2 separate regions of the Callithrix jacchus genome follow, and region 2 is linked to region 1. Evidence: chromatin contacts called from public Hi-C data. All regions are on one chromosome and are shown on one strand. The core of a region is the stretch at or near the end of the contact, and the rest is flanking DNA. Distances in the headings are between cores, read along the strand shown.

Evidence for each region. A called contact is a pair of places that touch in the nucleus more often than the background predicts.
Region 2: a contact with region 1 is called in a Hi-C map of skeletal muscle, with 10 times the contacts expected there. The contact joins two enhancer-like sites. A contact is called at or near these places in 2 of 3 Hi-C or Micro-C datasets (both in skeletal muscle).

The regions. Positions count from the first base shown.
Region 1 is chr9:14,891,347-14,897,324 of calJac240_pri, reverse strand. No RefSeq gene overlaps it. Among named protein-coding and RNA genes, the nearest start is that of ADIPOR2, 37 kb to the left of the region's middle. Within about 2 kb of position 4,549, at least 7 of the 16 cell types and tissues checked have an H3K27ac peak or open chromatin away from gene starts, as enhancers often do. A contact at or near this core is called in skeletal muscle, where this site is marked.
Region 2 is chr9:15,021,315-15,027,043 of calJac240_pri, reverse strand. It overlaps CACNA2D4 (calcium voltage-gated channel auxiliary subunit alpha2delta 4), which reads left to right. Exons shown (of 38, transcript XM_078338418.1): 38 at 831-2,603. The coding sequence ends at 935. It overlaps ADIPOR2 (adiponectin receptor 2), which reads right to left. Exons shown (of 10, transcript XM_078338436.1): 10 at 5,036-5,729. Among named protein-coding and RNA genes, the nearest start is that of LRTM2, 28 kb to the left of the region's middle. Within about 2 kb of position 3,108, at least 2 of the 16 cell types and tissues checked have an H3K27ac peak or open chromatin away from gene starts, as enhancers often do. A contact at or near this core is called in skeletal muscle, where this site is marked.

The DNA.
Region 1 (5,978 bases), core at 3,300-5,799:
ATCTCCCCATCTCGGACTCCCAAAGTGCTGGGATTACAGGTGTGAGCCACCGTGCCTGGTCACCCTTGCTATTTAGAGGCTGGTTAACTCCTGAAAAGGAGATGGGACTCACAAAACCCTCTAGATGATGAATCTCCAGAGAATGTCTGGTTTTCTCCCTGGCTCTATACTCTACTAAATTCTAAAAACATCTAAATGCTCTTATATTCTTAAACTTCTCTGGGGAATGAAATCTATCCTCTCAGTTACCTGTCCCAACAACAAATAGCTATTCTGTTTAGAAAGCCATGCTGTAAGGCTGGGGGTGTTGGCCCATGCCTTTCATCCCAGTACTTTGGGAGGCCAAGGCGGGCAGATCACTTGAGGTCAGGAGTTTGAGACCAGCCTGGCCAACATGGCAAAACCTCGTCTCTACTAACAATACAAAAATTAGCCAGGAGTGGTATCATGTGCCTATAATCCCAGCTACTAGGGAGGCTGAGGCAAGAGAATCACTTGAACCCGAGAGGTTGCAGTGAACCGAGATCATGCCACTGCACTCCAGCCTGGGCCACAGAGTGAGATTCTGTCTCAAAAAAAGGAAGAAGAAAAGAAAGGAAAGAAAGAAAGCCATGCTGTATTTCCACCTTTGGTCTTTTGGTTAACACACACACACACAGACACACACACACACACACACACAAAGTTTGTTTAGCAAAGAAAGTGTTTTTTTGTTGTTGTTGTTGTTGTAAAAAAGCAATAAGGGGCCTGGAAAACAAAGAACTACCCTGTGGTTACTGGGTCAGTTCACAACAGTCAACAGCAGAAATAAAATAATAGTGAATGCAAGAATGGATCATATACATTTTCCAGAGCACTTTCTCACTTCGTTTGGCAGCTAAACTTTGCAAAAACCCTGAGCTGAACCGGGAAGTGAGGAGCAAATAAAGCCTGGAAGCCTGATGCTTCTTCCTCAGAGGCTTTTGAACAAATTGACATTGGAGTCGAGGCTACAATTCTGGTTTCTCATCCCTGGGATTAAAGAACCAAATCTGTGACCTGTCATGGTGGTTTATGCCTGTAATCCCAGGACTTTGGGAGGCCAAATGTAGGACGATTGCTTGGGCCCAGGAGTTTGAGACCAGCCTCTACAAAAAAAAAAAAAAAAAGCTGGGCATGGTAGTGCACACTGGTGGTCCCAGCTACTTGGGAGGCTGAGGCAGGAGGATCATTTGAGTCCAGGGGCACTATAAGACCCTGTCTCTACAAAAAATAAGCAAAATTATCTGGGCTTGGTGGCATGCACCTGTAGTCCTAGCTACTGAGTAGGCTGAGGTGGAAGGATCTCTGGAGCCCAAGAGGTGAAATCTGCAGTGAGCTATGATTGAGCTACTGCACTCCAGCCTGGGCGACAGAGTGAGACTCTGTCTTAAAAAAAAAAAAAGCCAAATCTCTTTGCCCATCAAAAAGTCAAATGACTTTACAGACTAACTGAGTTTTCATTTGGCTGAGTTCTTAATTCAGCGTGCAGCCCAAGTTCCCAAGTGCGTGACTACTGCAGACAGCCCTTGGGGACTTTCCCAAGAGAGAATATGAAGCCCCAGTTGGATTCTGGGCCAGTGCTGGGGCAGAGCCAGCAGCATGTGCAGCTGTGTGGTTGCTGGCTTTTCCCTGCTCAGCTTTTAGGGGAGCCAGCAACATTCAGAGGCTTCTCTTGAGATATTATCCTTCAGGTCTGTCCAGATTTCTGAGCTCTGTGATCTTGTACAGTCTGATAGCAAGGCTGGGTTTTTTTGTTTGTGTGTTTGAGATGGAGTCTTGCTCTATCACCTGGGCTGGAGAATAGGGCACCATCTTGGCTCACTGCAACCTCCGCCTCCCGAGTTCAAACGATTCTCCTGCCTCAACCTCCCAAAGTAGCTGGGATTACAGATGCCCACCACCACGTGCAGCTATTTTTTTTTTTTTTTGTATTTTTAATAGAGATGAGGTTTCACCACGTTGGCTAGGCTGGTCTTGAACTCCTGACCTCGTGATCCACCCACCTTGGCCTCCAAAAGTGCTGGGATTACAGGCATGAGCCACCTCGCCCTGCCTTTTTTTTTCTTTTTTTTTTTGAGACAGGGTCTTACTCTGTTTCTCAGGCTGGAGGAATGCGGCGGTGTCATCACAGCTCCCTGTGCTTTGACTTCTTGTGCTCAGGTGATCCTCCCACTTCTGCCTCCTGAGCAGGTGGGACCACCATGCCCAGCTTGTTTTTTGTATTTTTTTTTTGTAGAGACAGGGTCTCTCTGTGTTACCCAGGCTGGTCTCGAACTCCTAGACTCATGCAATCCTTCTACTTCAGCTTCCGAAAGGGCTGGAATTACAGGCATAAGCCACTGCATCCAGCCTTTTTTTTTCTTTCTTGTAGAAACAGGGTCTTGCTGTGTTGCTCAGGTTGGTCTCAAATTCCTGGTCTCAAGTGTCACCCACCCTCGCCTCAGCCTGGTAAAATGTTGGGATTGCAGGTGTCAGTACCTGACCTGTTTACTTTAGATTTGGGATCCCCAAATTCCCCCTGCCATATGCCCTTATCAAAAGAAATCTCCCTACTCACTCTTCTTGTTCAAAATTCATGGTGGCAAGATAGGGAAGATTATTGTACATTGCCTGAGACTTAGAAGATACCCATTTCAGCTGACTAGATTCTTTACCTGGAAATCCACTGAGGAGGCTGAAAGAGGCCTGGAGTCAGCATCAGTTAATGACGGTGTGAGGTGAAGTATGCCACTTCACCGCTTTCAGGGTTAGTTTTCCCATCTGAAACACGTGGAGAATCCTGGCTACACAGCAGAGTCCTGAGAGGCTTGCATGTAATGTGTGTAAAGCAGCTGGTACACAGTATACCAAATGTCAGCTATAATGGTTACTCACCTCCTTCACCATAACCTTCAAGCATGAAAAGTACTGTGGATGTCTTGAGGTCCAGCCGAGCAGGACAAGGCATTCCTTTCATGTTTTCTTTCCCACTGCCTTGCCCTCCTCACTCAATCTTTTAAAAATAAGTAAAATAAGACTGGCCTAATTCTTCCCATATTTATCCAAATGAAAAATCTAGAACTCAGCTTTGCTGCTGTCCAGATTCCGTTTTCTGCCATCAATCTGCAATGACCCATCACCCAACTTTTATTTTAATTTACAATTATAATTTTTTTTTGAGATGGAGTCTCACTCTGTTGCCCAGGCTGGAGTGCAGTGGAATGATCTAGACTCACCATAACCTCTGCCTCCCCGGTTCAAGCAATTCTCCTGTCTCAGCCTCTCAAGTAGCTGGGATTACAGGCATAGGCTACCACGCCTAGCTAATTTTTTGTATTTTTAGTAAAGATGTGGTTTCACCACGTTGGCCAGGCTGGTCTCGAACTCCTGACCTCAAGTGACCCCCCGCCTTGGCCTCCCAAAGTGTTGGGATTACAGTCATGAACAGCTGCGCCAGGCCAAAATAAAATTTTTTTGAACCAAGGTGCGAGCCGGAGCAATTCGGCTAGAACTGAGAGGACAGCGACACTTTGTGGCCAGACGCCGAACTGCAGACTAGTCTGGAGTGGGCTCCAGGTGGACCATTTGCTCGGACCTAAGGCCGTGTTCTCAGGTCCATCAAAAAATGTACTTTCATGTTGGAAAATAAAATGAGGAAGGAAACATAGCACCTAAAAAGTGTGAGTGTAATTACTTCCTACTTTACAAATGTGTCCTGCCTGTCATAGCTTAAGATTCAAGGCTATATGGCTTTTGCTGTCAAAACAAAACAGACAAAAAAGGCCAGCCACAGGAGGTAAGTCCGTTTCAAATGCCTACTGGGTGCCCCCAAGAGCTGTGGAAGATTTACAGAAAAATCCTGGCAACCCCTATTCCTCTCGGGTTTTCCTTTTTGGCATACTCAGGCCTTGAAGAACTAGGAAAATGTATGAAGGAAGCAGTTGATACTATAGAGTGGTCCTGTCAGAGGGAAAGTAACTTTAAATTATCCACAGGAATGACTGGACTTCAAATACAGCTTAGTATTTAAAAAATGAACACACCTGTAGGGCAGAATGCCAGTCAGGGGCTGTCCTGACTCTAATCAGCTTCTTAGCAATTCTGCTCCCTCGACCCTGCAAAATAGAGGAATGTGTGTATGTCCTGTCCTGGGTTATTCAGAGACCAGAAGCCTTCCTCTTCACACTAGTGGGCTCAGGTTTTTACTTATTTTAGACAATCCTCAGGACTTCTCCCATAATTGTGCATTTTCACAGATAAAAGACTCCTCAGTAAAGACATCATGATAATTTCCAGGGTAAATACATAGGGATCTCTGTTCACACCGCCGGATTATGTGTTCTCTCGATCTAACCATCCACAGAGAAATTTATGAGAACGTGAGCAGCTCCTTTCACCTTGATGAGTTCTTCAGCCCCTCCACTCATTGACTTGACCGCTGCAAAGTCATGCAATGGTGGACAGAGCCCTGACCAGGAGCCCCTCCTGTGAATTTGGGACAAGGACGAGGAGAGATTCAGAGTCCCTTCCTGTGGCTGGAACTGTAGCCTAACTGGGAAGCTGTGTGCTGACTTGTCCCCACCATGGGAGGCAGAGGAAGCTGGTCTGCAGAGGGAGGGAGGAAAGGAGAGAGAGGGAGAGAGAGAGGGGCAGCCCTCAGAAGAGAGAGGAGGAAGGGAGGGGGATCCAGAAGGGGGATCCAGGTCCACTCCTGAAGGCCCTGGCATCTTTGCGACTCTTGGGACCCCTTGTGCCATACTCCTTTGTAATCTGGCTCAAATTGGTTTCTATGACTTCCAATTTTGATAGAACAAATGACATTGTGAACCGGGCAGTTAATCACATTATGCCTCAGTTTCCTCATCATTCATTCATTCACTCAGCAAATATTTACTGAGTGCTTGCTTTGTTCTAGGCACTGTTGTGGGTGCTGGCAGACAGAGCAGGGAACAAAAGAGATTTTAAAAATTCCTTTATGAAATACAACTTCTACTAAAAAGGTCTCTGGAAATAAATATACGAAAGACATAACTTTCTTTTCTTTTTGAGACGAAATTTCCCTCTTGTTACCCAGGCTGGAGTGCAATGGCGCGATCTCGGCTCACCACAACCTCCGGCTCCTGGGTTCAGGCAATTCTCCTGCCTCAGCCTCCTGAGTAGCTGGGATTACAGGCATGTGCCACCATGCCCAACTAATTTTTTTTATATTTTTAGTAGAGACGGGGTTTCACTATGTTGACCAGGATGGTCTCGATCTCTTGACCTCGTGATCCACCCGCCTTGGCCTCCCAAAGTGCTGGGATTACAGGCTTGAGCCACCGTGCCCAGCCGACATAACTTTCAAATCGGGTACCAGCCAAAGAGCTGGCTGACCCAACAGGCAGAGCACTAATATGGGATGGGGCCAGGGTCACTTAAAACAGTAGTCATTCCTTTTGGCTTTACAATAAGATTGAATGAAAAGGGTTCACTCTTTCCGTAGCGTCTTTTCTTTCACATCTTTCCTTGGGACCTGGCTGAGGGCCCTCCTGATACTGAATGCCTCCCCACCACCCGGTTTCCACACCAGCAAACCCTCTCTTGCCCTGAATGAGTCAGTCTCTCTCTCTCTCTCTCTCTCTCTCCTGCAGTTTATTTCTGGCTTTGGCTGTGAGCAGCTTTCAGTCTACTTTCAGTTCTCCTGTGGAGCTTCAAATAATACACATGCATCTGTCATTCTTAAAATCTCACTTGAACCACCCCTCCTCCCACCCAGTTGTTTATCAAAATGACTTAGGAGGCCTCAATGAACTGATTTGGCTCTGCTGCTGCTGCTGCTTCTGGTCGGGCTGCAAATGAGCAGCGTGAAGACCAGAAGGCCTGCAGCAACAGGGAGGAAGCGAGGAAGGAAAAATCTACACAAGGAACACCGAAATTCTCCAACAGGCTAGAAAGTTACCAGTGGATGGGGTTCAGTCGTCCACACTGCCTGTTGTCCG
Region 2 (5,729 bases), core at 1,859-4,358, 130 kb before region 1:
GAGCCACACTAACAAATCATGCAGACTGAAATGGGGTCATGGGAACCCTAGACTTACAGCCAGTCTGTCAGGACAGGAGACCAGGGGCTTTCGATTGGTATGTGAAGTGAGGGCCACCTTGTGGGACTGAGCCCTGTAACTTGTGAGATATAATGCTAACTCTCGATAGTGTCAGACTTGAATTGAACTACAGGAGAGACATCCAGCTGGTGTCCAGAGAGTGGGACAGGGAAAACCTTTCACATTTGTTGAAGAGATGGTGTGAAAACATAGCAGAGCCCCTATATCATTAAAATACAAAGTCAACTGGGATCCAAGGTGCTTTAACAAACAGCCATGCTTCCTAGGGTTTGGGCCCTGGGTGAATTAGAATGCCATTTTCCCATCTTGCCTGCATTCCCACCACACTTAGCTCTGAATGATCTGAGAAATGTGAGGAGACTGTCGTGTGGATAATAGTCATAGTGGCTGGTATGGATCCTGAGCCGGGTGCTTCATGCACAGTCCAGTCTGTTGGACAGGGTTGCCCTGAATAATCCCCATCAGAGATGCTCCCAGAGTTGAGGGCTTTCCTGAAGCCATTCTGAGAGGATAACCCTACAGCCACTCCAAGCCTGGGGGCAAGCAAAGGCTAATCCCCCACTCCCAGGCTGAGGGGCCAGGCTCTGCTTTTCTCCCAAAAGGTAGGGGCCTAAGAAAGGTGGCAGTGATTCCCTGGCTTTCTGAAACTCCCCTTTCCCCAGGATTTTGGCCCCCATTAGTGGTGGAGGCCCCTCTCTTTTTGGGGCTCCTCTGAGTGCTGCCCTCTCACCTCTGCTTCGGGTTCGCAGGAGAACGCCCAGGACTGCGGTGGTGCCTCAGACACCTCAGCCTCGCTGCCCCTACTCCTGATGCCTGTGTGTGCCTGGGGGCTACTGCCCCAACTCCTGAGGTGACACCACCCAGCCTGACCTGTGTTTTGACAAGGTGATCCTTCCAGAACCATCCCAAAGAGCCAGCACTGACATGGGATGCAACTAACTGCAGTTGGGTCACCCCGAGACTAATGCTCCTCTCAATCCTGGGCTGATGGCTTCTGCCTCCAGAGAATGCTGGATGGAACATGAAACCAATCACCTGGCACCACCTGCAAGATGCTTAATGGTGCCCAATACCATCCACCCAGGTCTCAAAAGGAGCATCCTTCTAACCTTTCTGTATCCTCTGGGGAAGCCCAGAGGATTGAGCTCAGCTTGGACCAAGACAAAATAATTTAGTTCCTCCTGTATGCCAGAGTCCAGACCCAGCCAAAAAATGGTCAGATGCTTCTGAGTGGTCTCCAGTAGAACCCAAGGACTTCCGGGTACTGAGAAAAAGCAGCAGAATGAGGCCAATTGCAGAGATGAGGCTAAAGCAAGAACATGCCCCAACTAAAGCATAGATTCCCCAAAGGAGGCTCCAGGTGGAAGGCAAGGCAGCTCACTTTACTAGCTGCTGCTCAAAAAAGTTTTGACTGTGTTGGGGTGGAGGGTGGAGGTTGGGTAAGGGAATGGTAAAGAATGAGAAAGATATTAAATCCTTTTAGGAAATATCGACAGGGCTGCATCTGATGTTTTGGGAAGTTGTTATTGAAGAACTTCCCAAAACTTCTTTACAAAGCCCTAACTTAAAGGAAAGTTTGCATCTATGACAAGCCAGTAGGGATATCCAACTGCTGCATGGAACCTGATGTGCATTCAGGGGATAGCAAAAATAGCTGTAGCATAGTGAAAAAGAGCAGTCGTTGTACTCTTTTTCTGGCCACTGATTTACAAAAGTATCCACTTGACTCTGTCCCTGGGGTGAAATCCTTAGGATTGGAACTTGTGGGAACATTCCAATTTGCTAAGCAGCTCCACTGGGAGGGAAGCTGTATCTGGGAACTCACCCCCAGCGCACACACATCTCCCCAAGGGTCCCAAGGCCCTGCAGCTTCCTCCCCCCACCAAACCCCAAGACCTGGATCCAGGGAGACAACAGTCTCCACAGTGAGAACAACATTTAGGGCAAAATCATGGGGAAATTCGGGAGAGGCCTCAAATCTGTCAGTTTAACCAACCCCAGTGATGAGCTTGGATAGTATGTGGGGCTTTGGGGGCCCTTCCTCCTGCTCCTCCATCACCCTCAGCCTCCACACTTTAAAGTACAAGCTGTTCAAGTTTCCTACCAGCAAACAGCCCTAACTTCCCTTTAGAGTAGGCCAACTGTATAAAACACACATTATAGATTACAGAATGTCACTCTTGTCGTCGTGTCTTCCAACAATCCCGTTGAGGGCAGAATTAATGCCCCCTTACAGCAGAAGACATTGCAGCTCAGAGAAGCCAGTTCAAGTGGCAGGATAATGCTAGAACACTAAGGTTTACAGGTACCAAATAACATGTTTCAGCTCATTCCATCCTCACAACAGCTCCCTGAAAGTGAGTACTAGCATTAGTACCATGTTATAGAAACTGCAGGAGAGTTGAAAATTGCCTCGAAATTATTGGAGGAGTATTGTGAAGACTGAATGTGACATATTCATGTAACATGCTTGAAACTTCCTGGCATATAGTAAATGCTAAATAAATACATGCTAACTGCTATCATTACGTTACCTTGTTTCATGGAGGTGGGGACAAAGAAATGACAATTTAGATGCCAGGAACAGTAAGGTGTCCAATAGGCCCAGGGGTGTTAAGAAAGCAGCAAGGAGCTCTTCCCAGCCCCTGGGCCACCATTTCTGTGTGTGGCAACTATGTGACACAGCAGGATGAGTACACCCTAACCCTTGCCCTGCCACTTCCTGACAAAGCTGTGGCCGCCCCACCTGCTGTTCATTCTTTAGCATTACGGCACTCCTCCAACTGCATTTAACCCCAACTACCAACTCACAGAGACCCACCAGCAGTATCTCTAGGACAATAACCAACCCAGTTGGAAGGCTTATCTTCCCCACCCAAACAGGAGAAACACTTTCATGCAAATTTATCAACTCTTAAAAAAGCAAGATTAGGAAGCTGGAGCAGCTTCTGGCCTTGTTTTTTCGGCTTCCTGTGAATCCCACGTCTCTGCATGGCCAAGGGGGTTGTAAGATCTGGGAATCCAAGACCGTTGCAAGGAAAAACCACTTCTGATAAACTTTCTGTACCTTGGAGAACAGAATATTCTCGTAAGTTTTGCCTTTGGAGGTCAAAACAATTCCTCCTTTTCTTTTAGCAGAACCACTAATGGACAGCAGGTGGCAGCCTGGCTCACGGTAAAGCCCAGTACCTGCTCAGAGACACGAGGTTGGAACCTGAGTCATTTAATAGAGTGAAGAATTATTGAAATCTTAGTGTTGTACACCTTTGAAGAACCAGGAACTCAAAGATGTTGTCAAATCCTACTAAATCTACCCTAATAATGTTGTATATTTTAATAGAAGAGGTTTCAGAGAAAATGCTTCAACCATTTCATAATGCTCAGGGAAATTTTGGTTTGGGGGAAGGGGGCAAGAAAGTGAGCATATCGTAAGGCCAGAAAAGTAAACGAAGTCCACAAAAGGAAGGAATTGGAGCACGGGTCTGGCAGAAACCCCAATCACTATGGGAAGTTTGAGGAAATGATCTATAGGAGCAACAGCATCTCAGCGAAGGCTCTAGAGGGTGTATCGCTGGCCTCTTTTTAACGGAACACCAAGGCTAGACAAGCAAACAGCCACTTGCCCACACTACATGGCAAATGGCACAACCAAGATCTGAAGCTACGCTTTTCATTTCCAGGTAGTGTAGCAAGGCAGGGACATGGGACAATAGGACAGCAGTGACGCGAGGCTGCATGCTCCAGCAGCTTCCTTCCTGCCCCTCCCTGATCCATGCCATCAGCAGCAGCACTACATGAATGAGCCAGGCTGGCCTTGTTTCACCAAGTCAAACAGATGAAGGCAGAACAGATTTGTACATTAGATAGGGTGTTGGGGGACAGCGCTGGCTAGTAAATGGTTCATGCCCTCTGAGGGAAGGACAAAATGAAACACTACAATTAATGCAGAATATTCAAGAAGTGCATGTTGTTTCTGGGATGATTTTAAAGTAACACTACCCAGAGGCTTCTCTAGGCAACTGGAGCCCTAGCACTCTGTAAAGTCGGAATCTAAACTTATCCTTACCTCCTTCCTCTACAAACATCCACGTTAACATCCCCTGAGTAACAGGAGCCATATAGACAGCTTTTAGTAAGAGACTAGGAAAAGACAAAGTTGTTTATTAGTAAGCTTCAGCTAATATTGTTTGTCAAAAACAGGAAATGATCCAGTGTCCATACCTAGATAATGTATGGGACACTCTAAAATTATATCTCTACTCAAAAATGAGAATTCAGAGTGAACATATTGTCCCAATACTGAAAATTCCCTTCCAAAAACTAAATTTACCTAAGGCAAAAGAGTTGGCATTTCCTTTTATTTCAAAGACCAATTGAACCAAATCCTCTTCTAACATAGAAGGGACTAGGTTAATGAGCCCAAAAACCTTTAAGTCAACATACATGAGACTTTTTAATCAGAACAATAAACTTAAGTACAGAAAGAAATGTTTTCTTCTTGGATTTCCCCTTCACTCTTTTCTACAATACAGTGCTGGCACTATAGTCATTCTTAAACTTCCTAAGCTTCAGTTTCCCCATCTATAAAATGAGAGTGAAAATAATCCTGACTGGCTCAAAGGGTTGTGGTTATGATCACATGACATCAGCAGTTGCTCCAACACATCCTTTGGCATCAAGTGTTAAATCAGAGACTATTTTTATAAACTTCAATAATAAATTGAGAACTGTCCCTTAGAGTTGCTCTCCCCTCCATTCTAAACCTGGTCCAAGTCACAATGAAAGCTTGAGTTAGGAAACAAGAGCTGGGCATAAGCACTTGATTTGTGCATCCCAAATGGGACGTTTCCAAGTTTCTTATATCTCAGTGTCTAAATTAGAGCTTCAAAAAAGTGCGAAAAGCTAAGGGGAGGTAAGCTGAATGGCAACAAAAAATACACAACAGAAGTTCATATTTCATTTGGTTCTTTTTATTAGAAATTGAGAATACAGCAAGTAGGGAAATCCCACATCAATGGAACCATCACACAGATCCCCTTCTGGAACCCCAGCCTTCTATGATCCCCAAAAATGTGCTTTGTGACTTTAGCAATTTATAAAGGGGAAGAGGGAAAATACTGAAAAAGGCCACTATTCAATGGTGAAAGAATGAAGCTGTAGAGGTCCCAACCAGCCTAGGGCCAAAAAAGAAAATTAAAAATCTGCACAGAGCAAGCAAGCCTCTGACTGCTGAGAGTAAGGCATTCAGGCGCCAACCTGGTGAGAGTTCTCAGCAAGCACTGTCAGGACAAGTGCACATGAGGCTGTTGGTAGTGAGTTGCACGTAGACGCACACATAGAAATGGGCACAAACATGCCCACATACACACCCAAAAGAGGGAGATCTTACTGGATTACACATCAGTGATGTTGATTTCATTTTTCCGAAAGGTTTGTGCTATGTTGAACCAGATTCTTCCAGCTTTGGGGTGTGGGTGACTGTGCCCAGAGGCTGCTACTTCTGTTGGTGTTGTGACAGGGCTGCATCTATACCCTGTATCCCAAAGTGCATGACCGAAGAGCAAGTCTGGCTTCTGATATGTGCTGTTGCTCCCATGAAACTAAGTGGGCTTCTGTCCAGATGGCCACTGTCCTATTGGACTATGGTT